Linked DNA regions of Mus musculus: region 1 is linked to region 2. The links are chromatin contacts, called in public Hi-C maps. All regions are on one chromosome and are shown on one strand. The core of a region is the stretch at or near the end of the contact, and the rest is flanking DNA. Distances in the headings are between cores, read along the strand shown.

The links. Hi-C and Micro-C count contacts between places; a contact is called where the count stands out from the background.
Region 1: a Hi-C map of B cells shows a contact between it and region 2, with 7 read pairs. The contact joins the promoter of Abhd11 here to the promoter of Vkorc1l1 in region 2. A contact is called at or near these places in 1 of 39 promoter capture datasets (cranial neural crest) and 1 of 484 Hi-C or Micro-C datasets (B cells).

What each region holds. Positions count from the first base shown.
Region 1 is chr5:135,007,261-135,013,333 of GRCm38.p6, reverse strand. Abhd11 (abhydrolase domain containing 11) reads right to left here and starts at 4,035. Exons shown (of 6, transcript NM_145215.2): 1 at 3,495-4,035; 2 at 3,217-3,352; 3 at 2,274-2,447; 4 at 1,954-2,124; 5 at 1,669-1,850; 6 at 1,159-1,447. The coding sequence starts at 3,622. The coding sequence ends at 1,315. Abhd11os (abhydrolase domain containing 11, opposite strand) reads left to right here and starts at 177. Exons shown (of 4, transcript NR_026688.1): 1 at 177-249; 2 at 546-640; 3 at 784-904; 4 at 1,002-1,212.
Region 2 is chr5:129,939,319-129,944,858 of GRCm38.p6, reverse strand. Vkorc1l1 (vitamin K epoxide reductase complex, subunit 1-like 1) reads right to left here and starts at 2,750. Exons shown (of 3, transcript NM_027121.4): 1 at 2,494-2,750. The coding sequence starts at 2,687.

The sequences.
Region 1 (6,073 bases), core at 2,786-5,285, 5.1 Mb before region 2:
TGTCTGTTCCTCTGAGACACGGGTGGAGCGCCCCCTGGAGGCGACAGACGGCAAGAATTGGGGAAAAGGCTTGGGGCCTTCCAAGGTGTTAAGAGGGAGGTGCACTTGCTCCTTGCCCCAGGCTGTCCTCCTGTAGGTGGAGTCTGCTAGGGAGTGCCTTGCCTGGAAGGGCAAAGGGCTCTGTCTTCTAGCCTCTACCAACTGACAAGTCTCAGTCACCAGGCCTTGACTCTCTAAGCTCATAGAAAGGTAAGCGACTCCAGAGCACTCAGTAGCATTTCTGTAGGGCTGTGTGGGAACTCCTTTCTCCTCAGGAGCTTCAAACACTGTCCATTCTGCAAAGTCCCATAGTCTACTTCCCGGCTAGCCAGACTAAGGGTCTCCTTTACAAGATGCCGGCGCAGCACCCCCTGGAGGCAAAGGGTGGTAAAACTGAGTGGAAATAGCATGAGGCAGGGCAGAGGCAGGGCAGAAGGACCCAGGGTGAGGCTTCTCCTTCTGACAAGCCCCAGGTCACTGCCTCCTCATCCATCACTCCCCAACAGAACCCAGAATCCCAAGCGGCAGGAGCACTGGGGGACACCCGGGCGGAACCTTCCCTGGAGCAAGTACTGCAGGAGAGGGATGAAGCCATTGCTAAGTGAGAGAAACTCTGGGGGTGGGGGTGGGGTGGAGGAGGGGGAAGTGGGGACTCACTCCTACTAGAGGAGAGGAAGGGGGCTCCAGATATTTCCAGAAGACAGCCACTGGAACACCCCCACCCCCATCCCCCACTGCCTGTAGGAAGCGCGCGGTGGAAGAGGAGCTGGACTCCTGTCGAGCCAGGCTGCGCACAGTGGAGGCTCAGCTGCTGGAGGTCCTGCAGGAGAAACTGAAGCTGAAACAGGAGGTGGAGGCCTGGGAGGTAGGGTGGAGCCTCTGAGTCGGGAGTCTTGGAAGACGCCCCTCCGCCCCTCCGTCCCCAGGGATTGCCTCGGACCTGCTCTCTCTCCCGTGCCCAGGAAGACATGCAGCATATGGTTCGAGAGCGGGTGCGGAGTCAGCTGCAGGGAGAGCCCAGAGGCACCCTGGGAACACACGAGAACACAAGCCCGGGCAGAAGTTCCTGGATTCAACTCTCCCGGGGTCAGTGGGGGCGACGGTGGTGAAAACGGATCCAGGGCTTAAAGGGGAACTGTCTTTATTCATTAAAAGTGTTGGGCCACTTCTGTACTCCTGGACCCTCTCCGTGCCCCTGAGTTTTTCTGTGCAGAAGCAAGATGGCACAGATCCCAAGCCTAGAGTCCCCTGGCTGCTCTTCCAAGGAGCTACTTCTTAAGCCAAGAAGCTGGTGACAGCATCCATGAAGTCTTGGGGTTTGTCGCTGTGGACCCAGTGGCCAGCGTTAGGCACGGTCTGAATCTGGGCTTGAGGGAAGAGTCGCCTAATCTCTGAGTGGTGGCTGGGTCTGGCCGCCATAGTGAAGCCAATGGAGAGGGAAGACAATGGAGAGGTGTGGGGAGAGGGAGAAAGGGAGAGAGAGAGAACAGGAGAGAGAGATGTGCATGAGCCTTCATGCGCAGTGGTATTGCCAGGCTCCCAGATACCCCGCCTCCCCTAGCCCACGCAGGCTCCCATAGCTGGTGGTGGGCAAAGCATGCCCCTTCCTATGGTCCCACACCGGCTTACTGTACATATGTAGAATTTCCACCAAGCAGGAAGAGAGTTGGCCCCGAGTAGGGTTCACGTTGCTGAGGAAAGGTCATTATCTTGTCCAAGTGCTGAGCTAACGTATCCAAGTTCAGTCTCCAGGAGAATCGCCCACCCACCTCTACCAGGTTAGTGAGCAGGAACTGCCGAATGCCCGCTTCCTGTGGGGAGACCTGGCAGCTGTGAAGGGGCTCCCTGTGAGGCCCACCCACCACTTTTCCTCTGACACACACCATGGGGAAAGGGGGGGGGGGCGTGCGTCACCTTGACAACCGAACTAAGCTGCTTATCCGCCAGTTTTCGGGCTTGGGAGTGCGGCACCTTCTCTGGGATCTCAACAGCCTTCATGGCTGCTATGAAGGCTCCAATGTGTGATCCAGGTGTGGTTCCTACCGGGCTTATGTCTACAACAACCAATCGTTCCACAACATCTGGCTGGGAGACAGAATCAGACCAGAGCAGGTCCCAGACAAACTCTGAGCCGCCAGCAGAGTTTCTGGACCTGGCCATCCAAAGTGTGGATGAGTCCCACGTTATCAATGGGCTTAGAGTGCATTAAGAGGACCCAGATAGGTGTAGCTTACCCTCTGCAGTGCCAGGAGCATGGCTGTCTTTCCTCCCATGCTGTGGCCAACGAGGACGCAGGGCACCAGACCCAGCTGTGGAAGGAGGCCCTGAAGGTCCTGACTCATGGCCTCATAGCTTGCGTCTGGACTGTGGGGGCTGTCACCGTGGTTCCGGGCATCCACCGTCAGCACCTGCGATGGGGGTGAAACAGGAATGGTGTTACTTTGACTACAGACAACGAAAAGCCTGATAGGGTCCACAGAGCAGCTAGGGAGAGAAGTCTGGAGACATAAGTATGTGTGTGTATGTGTGTGTGTGTGTGTGTGTGTGTGTGTGTGTGCGCGCGCGCATGCGCACGTGCAGAGGTTAATATTGAGCAACTTCCTTAGTTGCTTTATTATATACACACATGTATGCATGTGCGCAAGTTATATCTTCGCAAGCACGTGCCATGGTGTACATGTGGAGATCAAATGAGAACTTCAGGTGCCAAGGAGAGAGGGCATGCAGACCAAAGGAGGATCAGAGTAGTCAGGGAGCAAATGGCTTAAATGGCTGGGTTAACAGGAAAGAGACGCTGGGGGACGGGAAGCCTCTGGACTGGAAAGGTTTATAGTAAGGGGTCGGGGGTAACAAGAGCAGAGAGCTGCCACTCGTACTGAGTAAGCCAGGAGGCTAGAGTGTGCTTTGGCATGCTAGTAGGTGCCACAAAATTGTCCCAAGTTTCTTTGGGACCTGACAAAGAGACCTGTTATGTCTCAGTAACATAAATGGACTAACTGTGGGGCATCTTACAGGACCAGGCCTCTTCATAGATGTTTTACGGTTTACTGGGCACTGAAACTTTCCATTTTCAGGTCACCAAGAGCCCAGACCTGAGTGATTGAAACTAGGTCCACTGCCCTCAGCCTTACCCCTTAGCCCCCGCCCACCCATGCACCGCCCCATCCGGAAGCTCACCCTCCGGCCAGTCCTCTGAACCATTGCCTTGGCGAGGGAGTTGAAGTTGGTTTTGCTGCCGAAGAGCCCATGCAAAAAGACGATGGCTGGGAGTGTCGCGTCTCCATCTAGAAGATTATAAGACAGCGGCAGCGGCCTGGAAGGTGGGGGCCACCATGGAGTAAGGGGGAGGAGAGAGTGAAAGAAAAAAGGGGCGAGGCCAAAGGAGAGGCGGGGCCAGCTAAGCCGCGTGCGAAGTGGACCAGTGGAGAACAACCCTCCCAGTGCCCTTGGCTGACCTCAGATCGGCGTTTTCTTGGCCACTACTGCGGCTGCTACAGAACGTGACAGGAACCGCCAAACGCCTGGGAGAGGAGGCACCGAGTACCCCACGGGGGACCCTCCACGCTCGCGCCCAGCGGAGCATGCCCACAGCCCGCAAAGTGTGCTTCCTAGGGCTGTCCTGCGCACGCTCCGCCTTTCAGAGCCCTGTCTATTCCAACTAGGGCTCCGCCTTTTCCCCCGCCCCCCCCCCATCGAGGCGCCACTTTAGGCCACGTGGTCTAATGTATTCCCGGAGTCAGTTCAGCCCCCTCCCAAAGCAGAAGCTTCTTGGACGCAGCCGCTAGACGACCCCAGCCCTTGCACGTTACACATTTCCTGCAGCCACTTTGAGCCTGGTCTGTAGGACTAGCTGGCTTGGTAACAGGCTGGGCGTAGCCATACAGCGCTAGCCCTGCCCCCTTGCGCCACTACGCAATTCCTACAGACGCTGTGAGCCGCTTAGAGACCAGTTCCCGACCAGGACCAGGGAAGCGCTACGTGGGACTGGTCCCTCCTCTGGGACAATATACAATCCCCTTTAGATCTGTGAGCCCCTGCCACGCCCTGGACGGGGTCACCAACTGGCTTGTTCTTCGCACCGTCACTCAACCGTCGTAGCCACTGCCAGGCACCCGGACGTAGGCTTCTTAGCCACACCTTGCGGAGCCACCGGGGACTCTGGGACCGCCTCCTGCATCATTACGTAATTCCCACTTTGCATGCATCTGCGAGTTCAGTTCCTTGGCCACGCCCTATCGTAGGCGGGGCTGTAAGAGGCCCTTGCACGGTTTCGCAACATTTTAAACTGCTCTAGCTCCCGGAATTGGACTCCTTGACCACGCCTTGGGCGGAGCTACCCGATTGTGGCACCGGCTTTTGCGCCATTACGTAATCCTGCCGGGTTCTGTGCACACTTCCCTGAACCCCTTGACAACGTCGTAGGCCACGCCTCTTCTTTTAAGAGCTTCTTAGTCTTCTAGTGTTTCCCTACTGGCGATCAGAGGTCCTCAGTTCGAGGCGCAAGTGTGGGGCGTGTCCCTAGCAAACTGAGAAGTCCTTTCTCGGCTGGCGAGCGGACCCCACCTGGCCTGCTCCTCTGTCCTCAGGCACCGCCCTGGGTGGGTACCATGCTCTCTGTGCCTCCGGCATGGTCAGGAGGCGCCAGGAGTGATTCTTGTTCCAGCTCCCGCCAGCTCTCTGGCGCCTTGCTCCGTAGTTGGGAGCCCTGTCAGGCTCCCCAGAGCACGAGTGCTTTGTCTCTCTGTCTCCTCACAGGAAACACCTAGGAGGAAGGGGCTTTCGCTCGATCTCCTCACTTAATCGATTAACTGAGGTGCAGAAAGGGCAAAGGATTGGGCCAACAGGCAGAACCAGAGTCTTAGTCCAGTCTTCCGTTCCTGGTCCAGGTCAATTTGAAAAACCAGGATTAAACCCTTAGCCAGGGATTTGTACTGTAGTTACCTGCACTGAATAGAGATGGCTCCGGGCCAGGTGTAGTGGCTACAATTTTAATCCCACACATTGGTGGCAGAGGCAAGCGGTTCTCTATGAGTTCAAGGCCAGCCTTGTATATAAGAGTCCAAGAACATCTAGAAATGCATAGAAAAACTCTGTCTCAAAAAAGAAAAAAGGAAGGAAGAAAGAGCCCTCATTAACAACCCGCCATTAGCAGAGAGTGGCAACCCTCTGCCCAGACTGCACCGCATTCTGCACCCATTTCCCCCAGAAAGCCTGCCCCCTGCTGTCTCCCCTCATAGTCTAGGGAAAGTCCCCGCAGCCCTCTTCTGCTGCGGTCCATCCTTTAGCAGTTCCGGAGCTGGTTTGGTCATAGCAAACACATCTGCTGGGGCGCCTTCAGGACTCCTTGTTACTGAAGTAGCACTTCAAACCCTCCAGAGTCCTTCCCAGCATCCTCAGCCGGGCACCAAGCCTCTGGCTCTTAGGTCCCTTTTGTTCTTTGTCAGCGCTGGTGGCCTTCGGTGCCACTAGTTGCCTAGACACACACACACACACACACACACACACACACACAGATTTATTTATTTTGCTTTATGTGTCTGAGTGTTTGCTTGAATGTATGTCTGTGTACCACGCCTGTACCTTGTGCCTTCAGAGTTGAGAGGAGGGCATAGGATCTCCTGGAACTGGAATTGCAGGTGGTTGTGAGCCACCCTGTGGGTCCTGGGGACCATACTCCAGCAAGAACATCATGTGCTCTTAATTCCTGAGTCTCCAACCTGTCTTGGTTTTGAGACAGGGTCTCTTTATTATACAGCTCTGACTGCCCTGGAACTCACTATGTAGACCAGGCTGGCCTCAAGCTCACAGAGATTCATTTGCCTCTGTCTCCAGAGTGCTGAGATCAAAGATACGTGCCTACACCTGACAACTGGTTTATGGTTGTTGTTTGTTTGTTTTGCTTGATTTTAGACAAGATCTTATGTATCCTAGGCTGGCCTTGAACTCCTGATCCTCCTGCCTCCATCTCCCAGATTCTGGAACCCCAGATGTTCCTTTTTGATTGTTTTTGTTCTGTTTTGAGACAGGATATCAG
Region 2 (5,540 bases), core at 1,501-4,000:
GCTTTCAGTTCAAAGTTGGCCAGATCTACAAAGCAAGAAACAAAACACATGAACATTTGTTTCTTGTGATACAGATTAACTATGAGAATATTTAGTGTATAATTAAATGGTTCAGAAACAATCTCTTAGAGAAAAGCCCACTAGAAGAACTCAAAACATACAGTGAATTACTTCTTACATGGCCAAATAATAAAAAGCCCAGTAAGATTTTTGTATAGACTGCATTAAAAGAAAAATTCTAGGGCTGGAGAGATGGCTCAGAGGTTAAGAGCACTGACTGCTCTTTCAGAGGTCCAGAGTTCAAATCCCAGCAACCACATGGTGGCTCACAACCATCCATAATGAGATCTGATGCCCTCTTCTGGTGTGTGTGAAGATAGCTACAGTGTACTTATATATAATAAGTAAATAAATCTTTAAAAAAAAAAGAAAAATTCTAAAGTTGGTAATAATTATAAATATATTTCATATTAACCTATCCAGTCATTTTTATTTCATGGTTTCTAAGTATTTGAAATATGCTCCTGCATGCTTTTTTTTATTCTGCATTCATTCATTCAATTTGGGGTGTTAAAAACTTAAGTTTAAAAATTCTTTCCAAAGCCGGGCGGTGGTGGCGCACACCTTTAATCCCAGCACTTAGGAGGCAGAGGCAGGCGGATTTCTGAGTTCAAGGCCAGCCTGGTCTACAGAGTGAGTTCCAGGACAGCCAGGGCTATACAGAGAAACCCTGTCTCAAAAAGAAAAAAAAAAAAAAATCCTTTCCAAAGGTGCAAAGAACATTTAAAAATGTGAATGTGTGCATAAAATATACTTGGTGGGCTCAGTGAGAGGACTCAGCTGGTAAAGATGCTTGCCAGCAAGCCTGATGACCTGAGTTCAATCCCTAGGACCCATCTGGTGGGAAACTGACTCCCACATGTTGTCCAATGACCTCCATAAGTGTGTGTGCTACCCCACTCCCAACATAAATATGTGCAATAGAAGCACGATACACTTAGTGGTTCTCAAGGTGTCTAGTCTAAAAGAAAGTCTAGGAGGCCTCAACCTGGATGCAAATAAAACTCCTGAGGGCTCTTCATCACAGATACATTCTGCACTATAAACTCAATGCATTTAAAAAAAAAAAACAAAACTGCTTAATGAGGCCATAATGACAACCATTTTTCTACTAAAAAGTTACAGGAATTCCACTTATAAGCACGAGCTAGCCTAGCCTAGCTGGTCTATGAAAAGGGCTAAGTGGGAAAGATCAACAGCCTTAAGTTTGCAGATAAGAAACTCCAACCCTAGCTTCTTCAAATACTCCTCCACCAATATGGAGGGCAAAATAAACTAGTGAGCTATATACATTTGTGTCTCCCTAGCATTTATCAAAAGGAGGGAATGTAGTGAAATGTTAAGCACTGTTAACAAACATCAAAATATTAGGGGTAGGACTCTCTATTAAAATGTCAAACTATCTATTCTGCAATAATTCTTTTCACTTTTGCTGGTTTTGATGACTGCTATCAGTTTTTTAAAAAGCCTTTTTTAAAAGTGTAAAATACTTTTTTCTAAGAAAAAAAGCTAGCACACTACATAAAATGTTAACAGGAAAAAAAATCGATGGTATTTTCAAGAAACAAAAAATTGTTTAAATAAACCTGCTTAGCAAAGTTTCGTAAATCTAATCTCTTGCGGATTATTCCGCTAATACTAATCAGCAACATGTAAAAGTCATTCTAAGTCACCCACGGTGGTGCATGCTTGTATTTCCCTACTCAAAAGACTGAGGCAGGGGAATAGCTGTAGAGGTTATAGTCCGATGAGTTTCAGGCCAGTGTGGGTCACAACTCAGATCCTTTCATAAAATAACAGTCATCGTAGTACCTAAAATATCACTATACACAAGGTACTCATCGTTTACTCTAAACTTAAAGTAGACCCGAACTCTGGCCATTTTCCCCCTGCTGGGCACACTTCGTGAAATACACAAGGGAGAAAAATCCAAGAAATCAGATAGGGTTAAGTGCTGGTACCTTCCTCTTCCAGAGTAGGGTCAAATGCGTGTCTACCCGCAAATGTCACTGTCGCCTCCAGAAGGCTGCCAATTCTCCTTAACTCTGAGTACAAAGAGGCCTGAGCACCGAAAACACCTGTCCCGAACAACCCAGAGGATAGTGATAAAAGCCACCGGACATATAGCCCCGGGGTAGCAGAGGTCCCAAGACCCCGGGGATGAATGCTGGCTTCGCCGATCTCTGCATCGGGGGTCTTCACACGCCTCTCTCGGCGACAACAGGGAGAAAAGTCACACCGGCCAGGACGCGCCCGCGCCCTCCCGGCTGCACTGTGCCACCTCATCCCGGAGGCCTGCCCTCAGCCGCCGCCCCCCGGTCACCGCCGTCCGGGTCGCGGCCCGGGCCCCGCTCTCTCAGGCCGGAGCTCCCCGCGCGCTCCCCGCCCCCCGCCGCCGCCCGCGTCGCGCTCCCCTCACTCAAGCCGGGCTACCTGGAGGCCAGGGCGGCGGAGCACTTCACCCAGGGCCCCAGGTCGCAGAGGGCCCGGTGCTCCGGGTCCCTCTCCTTCTCCCGCTCCACGTGGTAGGCGTAGATGGAGAGCAGGATCCCGGCGGCGCACACTGCATACCGGGCCACCCGTTCCCAACGCGGCACCGACACTCTCAGCAGGACGGGCGCCGCCATCTTCCCCCCTCCGCCGCCGCCGCCGCCTCCCTCCGCCTCCACCTCAGACGCCGCCGCCCGTCGGGGCCCGACCCAGCCGCCGCCGCTGCCGCCACCGCCTCCGCCGCCGCCGCCGCCGCCGCCACCACCGCCGCGCCCCATTGGCTCGGTCGCCTCCTCCGGGCCCCGCCCCCACAGGCGCGCGGCCCAACCGCCCCGAGAGGAGTGAGGCGGACTGGGCGGGGAAGGCGCGCGCGGACACAGAGGGAGGGGCGGAGCGCGCAACCGCCAGGGAGGCGGTGCGGCGCATGCGGAGGGCGGGGTCTGAAAGAGGGAAGGGCTTGAGGAGGGGCGGAGCTTGACCAGAATTGGGGCGGAGCGAGAAAGCCGCTCATAAGTGTGGAGGGAGGAGGCGGAGCGCGCAACAGCGGGGAGGTGGTGCGGCGCATGCGGAGGGCGTGGCTGACGGTGGGCGTGGTTTGATTTTAAAGGGGCGGGTGGGAAAACCGCGCGCGGGCGGGGAAGAGGCGGAGGTTGTAAGCAGCCAGGGTTGCGTGGCGCAAGTGAAGGGTGGTGCTGAGAAATGGGGTTCGTTACACTGGAGGGCGCGGTCAGAAGGGAGGCGGAACAAGGTGGGGCGGGAGCGAAGGGAAGGGGCGGAGCGCAAAAACTCTGGTGTGCTGGATGGGGCAGGGGCGTGACCAGGAAGGATGAGGGGTGTGGCCTAGGAAAGGGGTGAGGCGAGAGGTGGTTTGGCTTAATCTTAGGGTCTGTTACAAGGGATCGATTTCAAAGATACTACTACAATGCTTGACTGGGCAAGCCCTTGGCTCCTGGTAGCAATCAGTTGCCTTTCTGCACACACACACATTTCCGTCGTTATCACTTGATATTTCTTATCCAATCCAAATTGTCCCTGACCAATGGCTCCAGAGCTCCAGAGACACGTTTGTGTGACATGATCTTCCCCAGGCACCACCTCCAGGCGTCTTGTGTTCAACATGTGAGAAACTTTTTTCTTAAATGCGCAAAACTATTTTTACATTTAAAAAAACCTATTTTTAAATGGGTTCATGAATACTTCTCTATAATTTGGATTTGATGTGGCTTTAACATAATCCATACTAAAAGGATAAAAATGAACTTTAAAAAAAAAGCTCAAAAACTTGGAAAAAGGGAAATCAGAAGAAAACGAAACGTGAGGAGGTCATAGAGGCTTGCAAAATTGTTAAAATTGAGCCATAACTGATTCTGAGCTTCCTTGCTGTCAAAACTGGACAGGAAAACCCATGTAAGGATATCTGTGTCTACAAAGAAACAAGCTGTTGATGGAGATTGCTAGCTTTTGCTTCAATGCAGCTCTTAGGCTTTGGGGGCATCACCTAGTGATTTTGATTAATAAGTAATGTTCTTCAATTAATTATACAATGTTGGATAACAAATCACCCCAATTTTTTGCAGCTTTAAGCAAGCTAATAAACTGGGTGTCTGTTTGTTTTGTTTGGGGTTTTTTTTTTTTCATTTTCTCTGCGTCAGGAATCTTCCGGCTCAGTCTCTCCACCTTTCCCTCTCTCTTTCTCTTCCTCTCTACCTTGGATCAAATTAAGATGTGAGGCATGGCTGTAGTCATCTCAAACCCTGAGAGTCCTCTTTCAGGTTCTCTCCTATGGCAGTGAGAAGGCTGCAGGTCCTCCCTGGGCAGTAACAACAGCTCCAATTTACACCTCCAGAAAACACAGCTGGCTTCCATCCCACCCACCCAAAGTAAGGGGTTGAAGAAAACAAGTTTTAGCTCAACAGTAGAATACTTGACTAATACATGTAAAGCTCTAGGTTAAACCTCCAAAAAAGGAGAGAGAGGGAAGAGATGGGGTCAGAGTCTCTAAAAAGGACATTATTGATTTGTGTGTGTGTTCACATATGTGTGGGTACAAAAAAAAAATCGCTGACTATAATCGTCCCTGACTTACCTCCTTGAGACAGAGTATCTCACTGAATCTGGAATCTGTGGTTTGCTTAGCTAGGCTGGCTGGCCAAGTACGGAGGATCCATCTGTCTCTGCCTCCAGTGCAAGAGTTACAAGTAAGGACAGCCACAGACAACCACATTAAATAGGAGGAGCCAAAGATTTGAACTTAGGTCCTCACACTGAGGCAGCAAGCATTTTTACCGAGCCATCTCTCCAGCTTGAGTCTTTTGTTATTCCGTGATCAGAAACGATAGCCTATGACTTTCATACATTCTGTTACTTAGAAGGTCGTCGCACCAGGTGGTGTCATCTGCGCCTCAAGACAAGCACCCATAAATGCCTATGACTGAAGCTCTGAGGGATCCAATGACCTCTTCCGACCTCCATGGCCCAGACACATATGTGCATCTCTCTCTGTCTCTGTCTCTGTCTCTGTCTCTGTCTCTCTCTCTCTCTCACACACACACACACACACACACACACACGTACACTTTCGTAATTTTAAAAAAGGAGAGTATTGGACTGGCAAGATGGTTCAGCAGATAGGCTCAGCGGGTAAGAGCACTAACTGTTCTTCCAAAGGTCCTGAGTTCAAATCCCAGCAACCACATGGTGGTTCACAACCATCCATAATGAGATCTGACTCCCTCTTCTGGCGCTTCTGGAGCATCTGAAGACAGCTACAGTGTACTTATGTATAATAATAAAAAATAAATCTTTTTTTAAAAAAAGGCAGGGGGGGAAGTATATAGGACTTAAGTTCATCTGCTTGCTACTCCAAAGCTAATACTTGAGAGAAAATTGGTTGAAAGAAAACAGATTTAAGAGCAGAAGATGGCTGGGCAGTGGTGGTGTACACCTTTAATCCCAGCATTTGGGAGGCAGAGGCAGGCGTATTTCTGAGT